Regions from separate parts of the Zea mays genome. Here region 1 is linked to region 2. The links are chromatin contacts, called in public Hi-C maps. All regions are on one chromosome and are shown on one strand. Each heading gives the region's core, a stretch centred on a gene start, on an enhancer-like site or on the middle of the called end of the contact. The rest is flanking DNA. Distances are from core to core; before and after follow the strand shown.

Region 1 (6,096 bases), core at 274-2,773, 290 kb before region 2:
GGATTGGTCGCGGCCTCATCGCAATCAGCTACGGCCGGATCGAGTATGCAGCTCAGTTTTCCGTGGTACTACTCCTAGCACTCCCAACTTGCAGGTGGGCGAGGAAGAAAAAAGCAAGTTAATAATCGTTTTCATTGATGATAAGGCAGGCAGCCGGCAACAAGTTGATGACCATCGCTCACATGTGCTGGGCCACGATAACGAGGCATTAGTACAACTGGTACGCACGCGACCAGAAGCTCGCCGATGAAATAGCTTGACCACCACGGAGCAGAGCTAGCAAATTCGTATCCAAGTACTCCTACTCAGAGAGAGAGGGGCAACGCGAGGGCACAAGGTCAGCTTCTGCTCTACCAGGCACTGACCGCGGCGCGGCGGCGCCCCACGGAAGCCTCGTCACATGGATGTGCTTGCGTCTCAAGAAGCAGTCGCGCGGCGCGGAGAGCCTTCCGCGTCAAGGAAAAACTGCCCAGGCGCTCGTGGTGGCGTCTGGCTGCAGGGGATCCGGAGTGAAAGGAGCGCGCCGTTTCGTGCGACGAACCCAAACCCAAACCCAAACCTGACATGCAAGCAAACACGGCCGCAGGGCCGCTCAACTGATCAGTCTCAGGCCAGCCAGGGCAAATCCGGTACTGCCAGGTCATGTCACAGGCGGTTGGAGTACAACGCCCGGAATGTTTTCGTACGGATGGATATGTGACTATGTGAGTGCCTGGAAATCCAAATTATCTGAGCTTGTATTCACTGGAAATGCTAATATAGATATCCATTTAAACCATTTAAAACTTATTTTTACCACTAATTACTAATTACAAAATGATTTTAATATTGATACAAGAAAAATGATATACACCATTCAAAATATTTTTTAAAAAAATACCAAATAAATAATCATATCTTTATCTATATCTCTACTACTATAAGTATCAATTTTAATGGTCGTCCTCGCATGCATTTATTCGAAATCAACCGACAGTTCCACCGTCTTGCGTCACGTGCGAAGCCTGTCTTTTGCATGTGCAACCAACCATACAACCGCCTTGTACGCTGATATTTTATCGAATATATTATCACATATTAGCAAGATCAAATGACTAATGGATAAACAATTTGTTAACTCTCCCACTAACAATTATTCAACTTATTAGCAAGCCTGTTTGGAGTTCAAGATGATAAAACTAGCCGACAAATTATTTGCCGGATGGATCCAAACAAACCCTAAAACTAATTACAAAGGCAAGACAAATCTATTAAATCCAATTAGTCAATGATTTACCCGTATAATGCTATAATAAACATTAATTATAAATTAGTTAGATTTAATAAATCTGTCTCTATTTAATCTTCACAAATATAACTATTTTTTATAATTAAATTATATTTAATATTTGTAATTGATATCTAAACATTAGATACGGTACATACTAAAATTTAATCGAGAAAACCAAAGACCACCGGTAACATCCGTGTTCACATCATGCAAAACTGCTCCACACAGCAGATCTTCCGGCAAAACGGTTGCGAGGCTAAACTGGACATTTCTAGACTTCTCTACCAAGTCATATCTCATATCCCCCGAAACAGTCAGGGGCTGAGGGAGGCGCCGCCTGGGTGGAGTGGAGAGCTGGAGGCAGATCGAAATAAAGAGCACCTTCCGAACCGACGTCCTCGCCAACGTCGTCTCAAACGTGCCCCTCACGAGACCGTCCTCCAAAATCCTGAAACCTATATAATTCCCGCTCCATCACCGGCCGGACGCCTGATCCGAGCCCCTGAGTCCTGATAGTACACGACAGGCACCGCAGCAGACCGGCCGGACTCGGCGCCAAGCGCGATGGATTTGTCATCCGACGACGTGAAGGCGGCGAACATGCGGCCTGCGGTTGCTGCTGCCGACGGCACGTCGACGCTTCTGCGGGGTTGGCGGGAGTTCATGCGGAGCGGCGCGCCGGCGAGGTTCCTCTGTTATGAGGACGGCAAGTGGATCGGTATCACCGGAGAGGCGGTGCCGCAGCTGCGCCAGGCGTTCCAGGAGAGGAGGGCGATGGCCGATGCTTCGTACGGGGGCAAGGCGTACCTGTTCGACTTCCTCCGCATGATCAGGATCGACGAGGTCACCGGCGAGGAGACCGGGCTGGCGTGGATCGACGACCGCGGGGACTGCTTCTTCCCGGCGCCCGACTGCGGAGGGAGGAAGCGCAAGAGGGACGACGAGCCGGCGGAGGACGAGGCCGAGTCATCCTCGGGCGTGGACGTGCGCTCAGGGGAGAGACACGGCGTGGACGCCAAGAAGATGAAGGCATGGGAGAACGCGGCGGTGAGGCTCGAGGAGAACGACATGTACTACCAGGTCGTCAGCAAGCTATTCCTCAGCTATGGGATGGCGCAACGCGGCGCGGCGATCACGGAGGTGCGCAAGATCGCGCCCGGCGCGAGGACCGTGGCGTTCCGGGAACAGGGGCAGCGCCTCGCCTACGCGCGCTGCACAGCCACCGGCACCGCCAAGTTCGCATGGTACGGCGCCTCGGAGGACGACGTGGCCGCCGTCGTCGAGCGAGGATTCGTGAGGAACAACGCGCCAAGGCTGGGCGCGCGCAAGCACGGCGACGGCGTTCATCTTTCGCCGGCGCAGTGCCCTTACACGAGGTGAGTTCTGAGCTGGTTTTGGCATTCCGATTCAGATAAATCTGGACTTCGCAATTTTGATCGATCCCGAGCTGAGTTGTAGTATAATTTGCCTAGTTGCCAAGATTCCCATTTCTTTTACTTGCATATATATATATATGAAGCTGCATCGATTTTGCCGGGTGAATTTGTAAGAATCTTGCACATAGTTCCTCTTCTATCTAGCCCGCTGATTGGTAAATATATCAAACTAGAGCGAAGTTCATAGTCTTTTTGCCATATATTCCTGTTGTTTTTATTTGGGATTATAATCTGCTCAGATCTTAAACCCTAAACAAACATGCCCTAGATGTGTTTATTTCATAAGTTAGATTATGGTGAAAAAGTAAGAGAGTAAAATATTTGTTTATGACTACGAATAAAATAAAATAAGTTAGTATTTGATAGTTTATTTTAACTTATTTATGATACCAAAATAATATTTTACCCTTCTAAGAGCAACTCCAATAGTTATGTAAATTTTAGCTCTCTAAATCACAGATTTAAAAAGTTGCTAAATGGCTTTTGGAGTAAAAAAATGTGAGTTCTCCAATAGTTCTCTAAATATAGGTTGTAATTTTGTTTTGTATTTATCCACATAAAAAATAAGTCACAAAAACTATATAATGCAGTCAACATTTTTGTTTAGGGAGTTGTTAAATGATTGCCAAATGTAGAGAGAAAATGAGGTTAGATGACAAGTTGTTAAATTTAGAAAGTTCATTTAGAGAACTGTTGGATAATAGTTTTTATGTTAACTACCTAAATTATTAATTTAGGAAGTCTTTTAGAGAACCGCTGGAGTTGCTCTAACTTTTTATCATAATTTAACTTATATAATATAGGAGGGATATATCTTGCCAAAGTCTTAATCAATTCCTTGTTTCTTCGCCATTCCCAATAAAATAATTTACAGTGATTTTGATTGCTTAATCACGAAGACACTGTTATGTTGCTTCGTATTAAAATGAATTTCTTGCTAACCCGAGCATTTTTGCATTTGTATATAAAAAATAAACAAAATATATATACGAAGTATAGCTGTGAAGTAGAGAACTGGGAAACAACAGAAATGATCTCTGATCGTTCCAGTTAACTTCATCTCAACAATGTGTGACCCGGTTTAGCAGCTCATCATATATACAAGCCTAACGATCTATTTGAAATCGTTTCTGTTTCAGTGCCATGCTGGCCAAGGCAGACGGGAGCGACGAGGCGCACATCGTGCTGTGCCGCGTGCTGATGGGCCGGCCGGAGGCTGTCCCGGCAGGATCTTCGCAGTTCTGCCCCAGCAGCCGCAGCTACGACAGCGCCGTGGATAAGCTGGAGAATCCACAGTGGTACGTTGTGTGGAACATGGATATGAACACGAGGATCCTCCCGGAATACGTGGTCAGCTTCAAGTGCTCCAAGCTGCAACAGATGCGAGGTTAGCTTGTTCTCTGAATTTGACGAAGATGGTACTGTGGTTGCCATTGGATGGTGTTTCATGATTTGATGAACTTTCGGTTTCAGAATCATCAGAAGCGACTTCAAAGCTGAAGAAGCCGGCACCAGTGGCTCGCGACATGTTCCCGACGCTTCTTGCAGAGATCCAGCAGATCGTGCCAGACAAGTGTGATCTATTGCAGGAGTCATACAAAAACTTCAAGGTAAATTGGTGATAGTAATTTCCACACAGCTTGTTAGTAGTATACGTGCAAGTTGGAAGGACTCTAGTATTTAGTTGACAAACTCTAGTATTTTGTTGACAAATTTCCCTACTTCCTTTACATTATATTCGATCTACCGTTTTGTCTGCTGGCAACTGTCATTGCATGCGCATATTTAGCTGTCATCGGGAAAATATGCAGAATTTGCGTTGCTACTTGAAGAGCAATTGCAAACAACTTTACAATTCTGAAAAAAGAGCATAAATTGATTGCTTGGACATGCCAAATTGAGTGCCAGTGTGGTTGATCATAATAATGCACTACTTGTACTAAGGAACAGCGCAGCAGCAGCCTGAAAACTTTCACTAACACAATCTTTCTTCCCTGCAGATGGGTCAGATTAAGAAAGACCAGTTCATCCAGTTCCTCCGCAATTACGTCGGAGACGAAGTGCTGAAAACCGTGGCCAAGAAACTTCGACGATGCTAAATTTCTAGTGCGCGGTGCGACATCATTATCTCCTTGATTTCTACTCGAGCTGTCTGTAGTAGTGCTCAGTAGAGATGAGGAGGTTCACTTCTGTTTCTGTTGATTCAAGTTTCTGTCAAGGGCTTATAGGGGGTTTGGCGCGCTGTTCTTACATTAACCAACAGTCCAACACAAAGGATAGATGCAGTTTCTGATACTGAGACGTTTCGATTCTTCTTTTAGTGTCCTGCAGCCTGTGATAATCTGTACAGACTGAAATGATATATGCATAAATGGAACCATTGTTGAGCTGGCCAGTCGCTCCAAAGTTTTGCCGTTGGCCAATCGCTCCAAAGTTTTGCCGTTGCAGAGTTCAGGAGCTTGTTTAGGCGCGTCAGGGAGAAGAATAATCTCTTCGTTTATTGTTTTCCTATGTGTTTAACTTTATCTTCAACTTCTCTGACGTTGATTAGAGTACATTTAAAAGTTTCAACTTCTCTGACGTTGATTAGAGTACATTTAAAAGTCACAAATCTACAACGGAACTAAATCATGAAATAATTATGTTCTGATTACACATCTATTTAATACGATAGATTTTAGAAGTTCTCTATAAATATGGTTAAAAGGTTGGTAAGTTTCATGTTAGAAACTGGATAGAAGTTTTGGCTGTGGCTTAGGGTTTGTTTGGTTGAGCTGTGACCGTGAAAAAGTTGCTGTAGGCTGTGTGAGCTGTGAAAATCACTAAAAAGCTAAAAATCATTTGGTTGAAATCACTAAAACTCGTTAAAATTTTTTCGATATATGTTTTCACAGTTCCATCCGAAAATCCACTAAAAGCAGGTCTAGAAGTGCTTTCAGATTTGCACTACGAGAAAAGTCGGCTTTTAGAAAAAGCTGCTTCCAAAGCCAAAGCCAAAAGTCAAACCAAACACACCATCAGACTGTTTGCCTCTTTTTGTTTTGAGGGCCTAAAATCATTATTTTGAGCGATTGTTGAGAAAAAAAAACATTCGAAATTAGATATTGGACCATTACCGGCTACTCCCTCCATCGTCCATCCCTATTTGACGCATGTACGCTGTTACTTGCGATATGCATGTAGATAAAATAAAGCACGGGCACAGATTAAAGTGACTAAACTGGGGAGGTCAAGAGAAAAAGAGGCAGGTCAAAGTGATGATTTATTCATCAAAAGGTGCATATCAGGTTTGAACATAATGGAAGAAGTGACCAAATTGGGGAAGACAAAAACATATTCAATCTTCACCAAAAAAAACAAAGATAACAGAGAGATATATATATGTGAAGC
Region 2 (5,742 bases), core at 2,446-4,945:
GAAGATGCGTCATGAAGATTGCGGAGAGGCTTGAGCAGATTACGCAGGACAACGATGTCAGATAATGCAACAGTCATTCCTCCACCAGTTAAAGGGTGTCTCATATTGAACGCATCCCCCATCAGAAGTGCACCAGGGGTCGGATGTGGAGCCGCTGGCATGCTCCTGTTTGGCATTGTCCGTATGCTTCCCTTATCAATGGCTGCTATGAAAGAGTCATAGATTTCTGGAGGAATCTGACAAAATAAAATTATCAGTTATGGCATCATGTTGAAAAAAGTACTCAGCAGAAATTGCAATAACAAAAAGATCGCTGGTATTTTTAAAAGGAAGAACTACCTGGGGTGCAACAACAGTTTTGAGATAGTTTGCCATTTCACCGGTAGCTATGGAAGGCACCTTCTGACCAGGGACATCAACCAAACAGCGCACCTCTGTGCTGCTAATTGGGTAAAATAAGATTGGAGAAGGATTGGCCAAGATAACATGGCCATGGTTTGGATGTGGAAGTTGGCAGTTCTCCAATACCAGCCCAACAAAACATGATGGGACATCAACCTAAGCACATATCTCCATTAGCATCCACAATGCAGAAAATTTAGCAGTAAGTATGGTGTAAGTATGTCGTAAAGGGTGTACCTTTGGAGAGCAAAGGGCGCGTCGTAGATTCGAAAAGCAGCCATCACATACAATCGTCAAGGGCGCATAAGCCTTTAGTTCTTCACCTGACTTGGTTTTGTATTGAACACCTTTAACAGTACCATTTTCTTCAAGAAGTGAGGTAACAGTTCCTTGCTCTAATTGGACACTGCATAAACACAACAGCATGTCAAATACTAAGTTACTAACACATGCTACATGCAGATGTGGTTGCAAAAATAATTCAATACATGAAGTTTATACAGGTCAAATTGAGAATAGAAAAGGGGACATAACATGAGAACTAGAACACACCAAACAAAGAGCACTAACCAAAAACTTTTGACAAATTATAGGTGTCAATGCAGTAAAGTAACATAAAATACCATTATTACAGTTAACCTTAGCAAAAGAATCAAAGTCAAGCAAGAATACAGGACAATAAATAAGCCAAATATAGCAAAATAAGAAAAATATATAAGAATTACTGATATTACTTGGGCAAAGACGCAGCTTTTTGACGCATCCTCTGTATAAACCTCCCATTGTGAAAGCTCCTACCAGCAACATCAGAATGGAACTTCTCCAGGGGATAAGCAAGCTTTGTGTTCCTTCCATCTTTGAATAATGCGTAACCAAGCACGCGTTGGGCATCAATTTCTTCCACACAATCTGAATAGAACAAAAACTTGTATAATAACTTTAGAAATGACATGAAAATAGAATAAGATAACCGAAATTGGGATTTACCTTGGAGGCCCAGCTCAATTAATTTCAAGTAACCCCCAGGTTGCAACAGCTCGCCCACAATTCTGTCAGGTTCTGTCAGATCCCTCTCGATGACATGCACCCGACGGCCATCCTATATTCCCAACAAACAAAGTATATTAAAATAAATAGAGAGGAGAGATGAAACAATATAATACAATAGAGAGAATTATATCCAGATCCAGATGGAACTATGTTCTCACTCCAATAACTGCAAATATGCATTGGAAAAATAAATCATTTAGCATGCCATCAAGCAAAATTGGATTACTATTAAAGTTTGGATAGACTAGTATACTGCCCTATCGACAGTTGGGTATACAAGGTAAAATGTTGTTTAACATGGTCTCGGACATATGTAGACAGCTAAAATAGTTTTTTTCCAGAGTTTTCTTGCTCATAAGTCATAACTTGACAAAAGGATTAGTGCATAAAAAAACATAAAAGGGACACTTCATGCGGGTAAGGAGATTTATTGGTTGCTTGGTATCATACATGTAACCATTTCTAGTGTGATTATTATCTGCAAACAAATGGAAAATAGTCAATTCCAAGTAACAGGACGTGCCCACATTTTTGTTTTGATGATACATCGCTCTCAGAGTAGCTTGGAGTTATGTGAAGTTAAGTATTCAATTCATTAATGTTGAGAAAGAGCTGATCAGTACGGTGTTGAATCAACTGACAAGTGCCTACATGAAAAATTAGTAAGGTCCTCCCGCAATATTTTCTTCAAAGTAAATTTACACCTACAATATAGCACTATGGAAAACCTTAAGCATGCCTAGTCACTTTACTAGACAGAATTTGTTTTTAGTGTCCGTGGTCAAGAGAACTGATGTTTGAGGCTTAAACGTATGGTCTTCTCTCTCTCTCTCTCTCTCTCTCTCTCTCTCTCTCTCTCTCTCTCTCTCTCTCTCTCTTGTTCTCCATCCAAAAAGGTTGTGGCCAAGAATTGCAAGAATGCTTTGGTTGGAGAAGGGGAACATCTCCATTCACAGTTGAACGACAGCAAAATTTGGCAGCACCTAAATGCCATAAGCCACACAAATTCCACGTCCACAAAAGGAACAGTGACACCGAAAGAAACATCAGTTTCCACAGACGCAGTAAATATGCAAAATTCACCAACGTAGTTGCAACAAAATCACAGCTATATTCTGTTTTTGAATCTATATCTTTGAGGCTTATCAACAACTGTGGCCAGAACCATAGTAGAGAAAGGTAACTAACATCTAATGTCGTCAGAAAAAAATGGGTGTCTTTAATAAACTAATAACTACTCCCTCCGTCTCAGGATATAAGGCGTAACCACTTTTTATTTTTGTCCCACAATATAAGGCGTGCTCTCTATATGCATACGTATATCGATGCAGTGGTATAGAGACAATTAAATGCATTTCTTGGTCTTTGAACCAGAGGTGGTTACGCCTTATATAGTGGGACGGAGGGAGTAATAACTAACTAAAAGCATGCAAAACAGGACCGAAGATGTTCTTGGGTCTATACATCATGAATGAAGAAAGTTACGATCCCTGCTAGCAACTCGCGCCAATAAAAAAATAAACATCGCGTTCCCGTTCACAATAGAATACCACGAGCCCTTGTTCTTCACGCCAAGCAAGCAGAACGCAATATAAAATACGACACTGCCGATTTTTTCCAATCTAAAAACTCTCAGGTTTTAGCCACATAGTGGAACCATGCCAACGAAGGAACAACGAGGACGAGACAAGCGAAACCACCTTTCCGAGCGTGTATGCCAGCGCAGATCCAGCTACCCCGGCGCCGACGATGATGACGTCCGTCCCGCCATCGCTGACCGCGCAGCCTGCCTCTGGTGCGGGTTTCCCCTCCACCAGAGGCGCCTGGTGCCAGGGACGGCGGCGGCGGCGCATCACGGCCGCGACAAGGACCGTCACGATGAGCGTGGCCACGGCAACGCCAATGAGCGGGAACTCGACGCCAGCGGCGGCGGCCGTAGCAGCCATGCCGCAATGGGGCCACCTCGTGCAGCTCCCCGGGGCCTTCCGGTGCGCGGCGCGTTTGCTGCCTTGCGCGCGGGGCTTAATTTGGGGATGCGAGGGGGCAGACGGGAGAGGGAGGGACAGAGGAGGGCGGTTTGATGCGTCTGGGACTCTTCGAGATTCTTCCGCATTTTATGGAGGAGGAGGAGGAGGTCAGGAGGAGGAGGTTGAGGCCGCTCGCAACCATGTCCGCATAGCTGGCGGGCGGACTAACTTGGCTTAGCTGGATTTTCTGAATTTCTTCAGAATTGTATGCAGGTTTGGGTTTTTTTTCGGTTCCTGTTGTAACTCAATTTTCTTATGTAGGGTTGCAGTAATCAAAATGGCATTTTGACAGACCCGTTTCGTTCTATTAGTCCTAAAACTAAATTTAGTCTAAGGATTAAACTTTATTTCCTACTCTCTTTAGTTATAAAGACTAAATAGATTCTTATCACATTAAGGAGATGTTTAGTTTGTTGTCTAAGGCGCCACAACGTGTCTAACTTTTCTGCCTAATCTTAGGGCATGTTTGGTTCGCTTCCTAAATTGTTATAATTTGCCTAACTTTTCTGTTTAAGATTAGTTCTTTAATTCGGATGACCTTAGGCAAAGTATAGTAAAGTTAACCACGAAGCAAACATGCCTTTAGTTCTTCAATTTGAGGGACTAAGGTTAGACAGATTGTGACGTCTTAGGTAGGAAACCAAACAAGCTCTAAATAAAGTATACAAAGACTAAAATACCCCTTGTCTTGTTTGTTGTGCGTGGCGTTAATGGGAAAAGTGGGGGCAATAAGTGGAAAAAGCGCCATTTAGTCCTAAAAAAGGAAATAAAATTAGGGACTAAACTTTAGTCCCTCTGACCAAACAAGACCTAAGGGCTAATATTGTTTTCAAATTAGTTTGGTGAATGTGTGTTTTTTAGACTCGTTTATTTACTCTCCAGATTATAAAATCCAGCTTAAATAAGTTAAGGAACAACAAACAACACAGACTATTAGGTGGATTATATAATTTAGATACCTAAATTATAATATCTCATAAGCAGGTCATTCGGTGTTTATATATAATTCGTAAGCTAGATTATTTATATAATGATGAAAGGAAACAAATATGAAGTTAAGAGACAAACAAATAACACATATTATTGAGATGAATTATATAACCTAGGTACCTAGATTATGATAATACACATACAGATCATTAGGTGCTTATTTTAAATTATTCTTTTTTGGCTTTTTATCCACTTCTCTTGGAACTTGGTGAATATATACCCAGCAAATAAGATTACATAATCTGAATTATATAATCTATATAAAATAAGTTAGATTATATAATTCTAGAAGTAAACAATATGTCCCTAAGACATTTAATAATAATCATTGATTTGAATCATTAGGTGCGCGTGCTCTATATCTTTTTCTTTCTTCGTTTTTTTATTGATGACTCTTATCATCTTAAGTTTACGTAGTTGTTACCATTGGTTCTCCTTTCTTATGGCTTGTTTGAGACTTTCTGTCTTATCTCATGTCATTGTTATCTTTCTTCAAAGAAACTAAGGTGTTGTTTAGTTCATGAATTGTAACGTAAATGACAATGGTAATATTTCACGCTCGAGTGACGGCGGTAATAAATTTAAATAGACCAATATCAGTTTAGTATGATATTTGATTATAGTTGGACTGAAACAAACATGCTTTATTGTTATCTTTTTACCCATCACGTTATAATTATGTGAATCAAACAACTAGCATCTAAGAGAGATATGAAAGGATGTTGGATTACAATGAATGGTCGCGATTTAATATCTTATGACAATGATATATATGTTGAACATACTTTTCTATCACATTTTCTATTTTAAACTACACTCTATAAAGAGTATAGTCTCTAGTACAAGACAGCTATATATATACACATGGCATAGGTAAGGTACATGGGGGGACTACACAGCCGAATTTTTTGTATTTTAGCCCTTAAACAGAAGTAAATTTACGTTTAGACCTAAAAAAATTTTAAATGCAGTTTTGGACCCTTAGCTCGGCGCCATAGCCTGTGGCGCCGAGCTAACACAGCTCGGCGCCACAGCCTATGGCGCCGAGCTTCGTGACGTGGCTGTCCTGCGTGGCACCTAGCTCGGCGCCACAGATCTTGGCGCCGAGCTAGGAAAAAATCCGTAAACATCCCTTCTCTCTGCGTGTTTCTTGTGTTGTCTGCTCATTCGAAATCCCGCCGCCGCCGCCCGACGTCCACAGCTCACGCCGCCGCCGCTTGCCCCTTCTCCGGCGCCGCCTCGAGCTCTTCACGCCGGCCGCCCCAAGCTCCGC

The links. Hi-C and Micro-C count contacts between places; a contact is called where the count stands out from the background.
Region 1: a contact with region 2 is called in a Hi-C map of bundle sheath, with 2.7 times the contacts expected there. The contact joins the promoter of LOC103633148 here to the promoter of LOC100274333 in region 2. A contact is called at or near these places in 6 of 25 Hi-C or Micro-C datasets (bundle sheath, ear, leaf and 2 more).

The regions. Positions count from the first base shown.
Region 1 is chr1:29,678,965-29,685,060 of Zm-B73-REFERENCE-NAM-5.0, reverse strand. It overlaps LOC103633148 (probable inactive poly [ADP-ribose] polymerase SRO3), which reads left to right and starts at 1,523. Exons shown (of 4, transcript XM_008654828.4): 1 at 1,523-2,646; 2 at 3,846-4,093; 3 at 4,180-4,316; 4 at 4,707-5,116. The coding sequence starts at 1,835. The coding sequence ends at 4,805.
Region 2 is chr1:29,391,668-29,397,409 of Zm-B73-REFERENCE-NAM-5.0, reverse strand. It overlaps LOC100274333, which reads right to left and starts at 3,695. Exons shown (of 8, transcript NM_001148694.1): 1 at 3,153-3,695; 2 at 1,390-1,501; 3 at 1,137-1,311; 4 at 640-808; 5 at 340-558; 6 at 1-236. The coding sequence starts at 3,398.